Linked DNA regions of Oryctolagus cuniculus: region 1 is linked to region 2. The links are chromatin contacts, called in public Micro-C maps. All regions are on one chromosome and are shown on one strand. Each heading gives the region's core, a stretch centred on a gene start, on an enhancer-like site or on the middle of the called end of the contact. The rest is flanking DNA. Distances are from core to core; before and after follow the strand shown.

Region 1 (3,856 bases), core at 202-2,701, 510 kb before region 2:
CTGCCCCCTGCCCCGGGGACGTGCTGACCCGCAGGGCCTCCCAGCAGCGGGAGTCAGTTGCACGGCCCTTGGAGTCCTCCTTGGAAGGCAGAGTTGGATGTTTTCAACACCAGCTTCCTTCAGGCATTCACTGCGCCCCAGGCTCCACATGGCCCTCGGGAGGCCAGCAGGGCTGGGGGAGGGGGTCTTCTGGTCCCTCACCATTCCCTCACCAGCCCTTGATCAGCCTCCCAGTGCCAAGCTGCATCCCGGCGAGGAGCACCCAAGCCCCTCCGGCAGGAGTTTTGTGGCCTCAGGTCTCTCTCCTGCCCCAGTTCCAGTTTAGGACAGGACCGTGCAGAGGGGTCAGGGGAGGGGCTGACCGAGGCTCGGGGATGACAGCGTCCAGTCTGGCTTTTGCCTCGTGTGACTTCCTTCTCACTGTTCCCTCGAGCAACTAGATCTCCTCATATGAACAAATCTGTGTTAAAATCAGTTGTTTTTTCAGAGAACACAAGGAAATGATGATGCTAGCAAAGCTTTCGCTAAACCACACTGTTTGTCCACAGCGGGCACCATGCTATACATTTCACATTTGTTATTTCATTTAATTCTGGCAAAGTCCTATACAGGCAGGTGTTGCCACTATCCCATTTTGCAGGTGGGAAAACAGAGGCATAGAGGTTAAAACAACTTTCCTCTATGGACACATACACACTAAGTGACTTCTTCAAATCTCATAGGTTCTGACTCCGGAGCGACGCTCTGAACCTAAAGGTCCATCTGCACGTTTCACGGCTAGTTGGCTGCAGGGCATTTTAATAAGGCTAAACTAGTCACAGGGACGGAGGGGTGTAGCAGTCTGACTGGGAGGAGAGTCAGAACAAAGCCCAGGCAGCAGGGACAGAGAACTGGAGTGTGTCCTCAGGGGCCACTGGGACTTTGGCTGGACCCATTTGTTTTTCTAAGCACAGGTACTGCATGGTCATTTGAAACCACGTGCTTACCATCGCGGGACACCGTCCACGGCAGCAACCTGCCTGAAGCTGGCAGGGGCAGAGGAGGAGGAGGGAGCGCATCTGGAGAATGTGGGTCAGCCCTTCCTGCACAGAACGGCAGGGGAGGTTGATTTTTAGTGGGAAAGATTAGGAAAGTGCTTCTGAAATGTTTTCCACAGAAGTACAAACTGGTGAAATCAAAGCTGACACACTTCTGCTGCGGGCCGGGGGTGGGGGTGAAGTGGGGGCCCATGGCTATAGGGACTGGCTGCTGTTAACAAGCTCAGATACTTTTAAACTACGTTTGCCCCCCTCCCAAAGAAATGCATATCAAACCCACTAAGAGAAGGACAGACAAGCAGTGCTGCAAGTCAGGAGACCGCCCCAGCCGCCAGCAACCCAGCTCACAGCTGCCACGCAAAGCCACAGCCTCTGCTGCTGCGACACACACACATACACACACACACACACACACACACGCTGCTCCCCCTCCTTGGCCCGCGTCCCCGCCTGCACCAAGACCTTGCCAGCTGCGCCTGATGATCAGACAAGTGGCTTCCAGCCCAGCCTCCAGAATTCCAAAGAGATAATGCTGAATTTGATGGCAAAGCCTTCCCAATTCTGCAGGGCCCGTTTCCCCAGCAGGAGCTGCGCTCGCACCCCTGGAGCCAGGACCAGCCTGGCAAGGGGAGTAATTGCAGTCTAATGGCGTGGCGCTGCCCCGACTGCCTTTCCGGCTGTCACTCTCTGGCCCTGTTATTACTGGCTCCAGCTTTATTTTAGGGCTACTAACCTGCCCTTACACGTCTGCTGTGCTGTGCTGGTGAACTGCAGCTGATGGGCCTCTCAGAAAAGGGGTGGGTGTCTTCCTTCTACCTCCAGCTTTGCTTTTGTTTTTCCTTCGGGCTTCTCTCTCTTCCTCTCTCATTCCTTCATTCCACCTGGTGGGAGTGGGCGTCCGTAGCTTTTTCAGGGATATCTCCCCAGCTGCCAGCCAGTCGTGCTATCTGAGAGCCAACTTCCAGGTCACAGGTGCAGAGAAGGGGAGCCTGCCCAGGCTGTTCTGTAGTGCTGACTGGGGGGTCCAGGGCCCAGCCCCCGGCTAAGCCAAACTCTCTTGGGCTATTAATTATAGCAGACAAGTAGGCCAGCATCCCACCCCCAAGGAAATGGCAGTGGAACGGGGTCAGGGGATTCCACTGTGCTCGTTATCAGCCGGTCTGGCTCATTTATTTAAGAAGAAGCCACACTTGTCCTCTCAAGAGGCACGGAAGCCCAGGCCCTGCGCATTTTCAGCACACTCCCCTCCCCTGCCTGCAGCGTGGACCTACAGAATGTAACGGGAGCCCACTGAGGGCTCAGGCCCCCGCCTGCGTGCTCACACCTGCGCAGTTCCGATACCTTCCTTCACTGCGGCGGAGGGTCTTCCACGGCAAGCAGATTTGAGCACAAAACACAGTGTGGGCAGCACGGGCAGGTGGGCTCCAGCCCGTGTGGGTGGCTGGTTGGGCCACTTCACAGGGACTTGCTCTAAAGCACAAGGAGAGGGCTTTGATCTCCCCCTGAGACTGCAGCACACAGGATGGGGACAGTGTTGAAAACCACATCAGACTGGAATCAGGCCAGGTGCTGTGTCTAGCCCTTTTTGGCCCCTTGTGTGGTCTTGCGGGTTTCTGAGCTGCAGGAAAGATCCAACTGCACCCGACAGAACCGCGGCGAGGCTGACATCACAGGAGGAAATTGTGAGAAATGGCTCTGTAAATGGGCAAACAACATAGATGAAAGAGGCTCTTGTTACTAGGTTTATCTTTGAGGCAGGAGCACCAAGGGCCAGAAAAGAGAAAAAACTGAACTCCCAGTCTGAGACGCTGGGAGAATCAGGCAAGCCTCAGTAGCTGCTCTCGGGGCAGGATCTTTCTTCTGGAATATTCTGCCACTACAGCAGCAGGAACAGGTGTGGCACTGCTCTTGCTACTGATGACACGGCCAATTCTGCCATCAGCTGTGCTAGAACTCAAGCCCAAATCACGGGGCTGAAATCCTTGCAATGCCAGCCAGCCCTCCACTCACCAGCAATGCCGTGTAGTGTTGATAGCCTAGACCCTGGGACCAGGCGGCCGGGTCGTGAGTCCAGCTCGCTATCTATGAACTAGATAGGTGGTTTGTAGAGAGTGAGGTTGAGGATACTACCTAGGACTCATAGCGCTGGGAGAATGAAACGAACAGTAAAGGGCCTTGAAGAATTTCTCACATGTGGTGAGACAAGTATGGCTATTATTATTTCCCAGTACCTTAGCCCACTCTAAAAAATAATCTGTACATTCTAGATTGGGGGAAGAGATAGATTCTCTGGGTATAATGCAGAATAGAGTTTGACTGGGTTTTGAGAAATCCAGCCCCTCCCCCTCCACTCTAGTGGGAAGTATCTGCCTTGCCACACTAAGTTACAATTCAGGGTCCAGAATGGTGAGCATAACTGCTTCAAAGAGTGATTATGTCTCCTGTCACTGGTGGAGCCCAGGACTGGAGGAAAACGGGTCATGTGGCTACACTTGGGCTACTGGGTGGACTTCTCTCTCAGGCCTCACTTCCTGAACTCTGCATTGTAACAGCACAGCACCGGCCCTGCAGACCTGGTGCTTGGAGCACTGCACACAGGACACACAAGAAACTTCAGCAGCCACTACTGCTGTTATTCAGATTAGCATTCATCAATCCCCCAATGCGGGGATTTAGATTGTTGAGAAATTTTGTGAATTTCATTTTTCAAGTTAGATTGTGAACATTTCTAAAACGTCAGATAAATATAACCAAAATCTGCATTAAGACAAAGAAAGGAAACACCATATCACAATGAACTATTTGGTCATACAGCATGA
Region 2 (3,503 bases), core at 88-2,587:
TATAATTTAGGATTAAGTAAAAAACAACCAGTCAAAAGTAATCTTTAAATGTGATCACTTAGGAGCAAGAGCAGCTCTCTTTTTTAAATTTCATCTTAACTAGCCTAGTAGCAGGTAGGATACGTCTTCAAAGCAAGTGAATCATTCGATTTTTAAGGGAAAGTGACAATTTTATCATAAACAGGTTTCCCTAGGTCTTGTGCTTCTACTTTACCAATGCTAAGACTTTGGGGCAGGTGGCTTAATCTGAGCCTCAGTTGTCTCTCATTTGTACAATGACACACCAACTTCTCAGGGCTGCTGTGATCAATACACGTGATTAACCCAGCACACAGCCGAGGCACCATAGAGGTTACCGCTTTATGAACGCGTCGCACGACGCAAGCTCGTCTTTGCTGAATTCAGCTCACTTACCCTGCCACTAAAAAAAAATTTTTTTTAAATCACCCTACACGACACCAAACACCGCCCATTCCTATCTCCAGAACTCAGCAGAAACTTTAAGGACGACCCTAAGAGAAGCTGGATTCAAGGAAGGCGCCTTCGCCAGCAGGCAGCCGGGCCAGGGAAGCGGGCGCGGCGGCCGGGCGGGGGCGCGCGCTCGGGCACGCGCACACCGAGGGGCGGGGGACCACGCCTCCCGCCCGTGCGGGTCGGCGCCTGTAGGCGCGCTAGGAGCCGGGCTCCATGGTCTGACAGACGTGGGTTCACCCACGCGCTTTGTACCTGGGTGCCTTGGGGGGAACCATTTGTATCTCAGTCTTGGTTTCCAGATCCTCAAACCGAGAATAACAAGACTTCCTACCTCGTCAGCGTATTGTGCGGCTTCAGTGCGATAGCTCTGGGAGGGGCGTAGGCGTAATACCAGAGCCGTACACGCTGGCGGGGTTGTTTGGGGGTACACCTGGGTCCGTACGCAGGGCCGCAGAGAGGCGTCCCGGGATCTGGAGTTTAGACACTGGCTGTTAAGGGGTTTTTCGTTTTGCCTAAGCTAGACTCTTCTTGGTTTACCTCGAAGAGTGGACTAAATGCCTGTCCCCAGACAGGTATCTGTGGCTTGACACGCCCACTGCCTGAACGTTCACTCTCTGCCTCCGCGGCCGTGCAAACTCGCTGCACGCAGGCGCAAGCAAAGAGGTGCGAGAACTGCGACCGCGGAAAAGGGAGAGCGACGCACAACCGTGATTCTACGCATGCGCAAGGCAAGGGGTTGGGGAGGGTAAAGGTGTGCGCATGCGCAAAACTGTCGGGCCCGTAGGGGGGGGTTTAGAGGCGGTATTGACAGCTGTGGAGGCAGCCCGCGTTCCCGGCATGCCCCGGGGCGGCGGGGTTGGCTCTAACGAATTTGAATGAGGAGCCTCAGCGCTTTCGGCGCCATTTTCGAGTGATGCCTGATCTCATCAATCTAGCGGGAGGGACGGGACAACCTGTCCGAGAGTATAGCGCCATTAGGACTCCGCCAAAAAATCGCTAAAAAATCACCAAAAATTACTTGGAGCAAAGGGCAGTCCATGGTGCTTCGCCAAGGTTGGCGCAGTCGGTAAGAGCTTGAAGAAGTAGCAGGACGGGACGCGGGAGGTGGCAGCGGTGGGACCGGCAGGCGGTGGGGGGTGCCAGGAGTGGGCGCCGAGTCCGCCGTCACTTGACTCGCAGAAAATCCCAGGAGAGAGGGTTGGGGGCAACGTGGGCGTCCTCGAGTGGGCGGCGGCGGGCGGAAAGTGGCGCGAGCGCCGAGCGACGGGGCTGTGGGGGGGAGGGGAGCTGCAGTTTGAGCGGGACGCGGACGCGCTGCGGCGGGGCGGCCGCCGCCCAGCGGATCTGTCAGCAGGACCCCCCGCCCGGGCCGGGGGCTGGGCGCGGCGGGGTCTCGGCCGCCGTCACCGCCTGACAGGAGGGAGGGGACGCGCGCCCTCCCCCCACGTCCCGAACCGAGTCGCCTTTTCTCGCAGTTTTCCCGGCCCGCTGATGGCCGCCTTCTCTTGACAAGAAACTTAAGGTCGACGGAAAATTCAGGACCCAGAGTCCTGGGTGTCTGCGGTCTGTCGCGACCGACAGTGCCCCGGCCCGGCGGCACTCGGACGTTTAGATGGCCGTCTCCTGACGCTAAAGCTTGAGGTGCCCGGGGCCGGAGAGTTTCGCTGCCTTCGCCGCCCTCCCCCTGCGCGCTTCCGTCCCGGTGCGGTCTTTTTAGGTAGGGGTCGGGCTGCCGGCGCCGGGCGCTTCGCTGCCGGGCGAGATGGGGCGGGGGCCGGCGGTTGAGGTTGTCGCGGGCTTTTGGCAAGAATGTTGGACTTAGGCGACTTGCTCGGGATTTTTGTCATTTGCTCTCTCGGCGTTGTCCTTTCCCGGGGGCGGGGGGAGGGGTGTCCGTGGTGAGATGAAAGATGGGGCTTCAAGCTCGCTGTTTCCTTCTCGGAGTCGCAGTTTTCTTAGAAGACTTTTTCCTTCTCCAGTCTTTGAGACATTTGCAAGGGGAAAAAGCGACCTGTGAAACTGTTTTGATGTTTTCCTCCCGAAAAGTCTGTACCCGGACAACTTAACGGTAATTTTGCAATCCCCACCTTTTCTTGGGAACACTCTTGACGCTGGGGCGGAGGGAAGAGGGATGTTATTTGTCTTCTCCTTTGGTGAATTTTTTTTTTTTTGGCCCCTTAGCTGGTGGATTCTATCAAATCTTACTCGATAACTCTTGAACGATATAAGCCAACGACGGTTTTAACTTCAGGTATCACAATATGGATAATGGCCTTTGTAAAAATCGCGCATTAAAGATCTTTTAGATCTTGGATCCTTTTCTGCGCTGAAGGCATCGCTAGATTAACCCTTTACTGGGATGATTTGCGTGTGGGGTGAGCGGCGTTGGCTGCAAATCTTGGAGAGATGGTTTTAGCAGTAGCTGTTCAATTGTTCGCAAAGAGGAATAGCGCTTCCTTGGAACCGCAGAGACACACGCTTTAGGACTGCCTGCCTGCAGGACCCCCCGCCCCCGCCCCGATAGGGTGGAAGGATCGATTGATTTCTTATTTCTTTTGAAGACTGGGGGACCCGCCCTCACTTAGAATCTTTCCGGGAGAAGACCAGGAGAGCGCAAAATGAAGTTTTTCGAATTGTGTCTAACGGAGCTCCCAAAACACCGGACTTTTACCCCCTGATTGGCTGGAAGGAAGCGGGACTGGGGGGTTTGAATGTTGAACGCTAGATTATAATTCTCAACTTTCCGAAAAATTATACTTTTAGTTAGAGAACCACGGAAATAATTACAAAACGTTAAGACGGATAGTTTAAAAGAAAAAGTTGGTGTTTAATAATTTCTTAACTTCCATAAAAGACTTTCGGATAGTTCTGAAATATGTATTAAAACTGGAGAAGTTATTTTCACAAAATTGTATTTCTGCTGGTTGAAATGACAAGACTTTTATATATTTGCCCCTGTTCTTTATTGCCTAAAAACTCAGTAAAGGATTTAGGGATTCTTTTTTCCTGTAATAGAAACTTTTCTCCTT

What was found. A called contact is a pair of places that touch in the nucleus more often than the background predicts.
Region 1: a contact with region 2 is called in a Micro-C map of ear pinna, with 3 times the contacts expected there. The contact joins two enhancer-like sites. A contact is called at or near these places in 2 of 6 Hi-C or Micro-C datasets (ear pinna and embryonic fibroblasts).

Annotation. Positions count from the first base shown.
Region 1 is chr9:69,845,491-69,849,346 of mOryCun1.1, reverse strand. No RefSeq gene overlaps it. Among named protein-coding and RNA genes, the nearest start is that of DLEU7, 320 kb to the left of the region's middle. Within about 2 kb of position 1,451, at least 2 of the 8 cell types and tissues checked have an H3K27ac peak or open chromatin away from gene starts, as enhancers often do. A contact at or near this core is called in ear pinna, where this site is marked.
Region 2 is chr9:69,331,250-69,334,752 of mOryCun1.1, reverse strand. No RefSeq gene overlaps it. Among named protein-coding and RNA genes, the nearest start is that of MIR15A, 26 kb to the right of the region's middle. Within about 2 kb of position 1,337, at least 7 of the 8 cell types and tissues checked have an H3K27ac peak or open chromatin away from gene starts, as enhancers often do. A contact at or near this core is called in ear pinna, where this site is marked.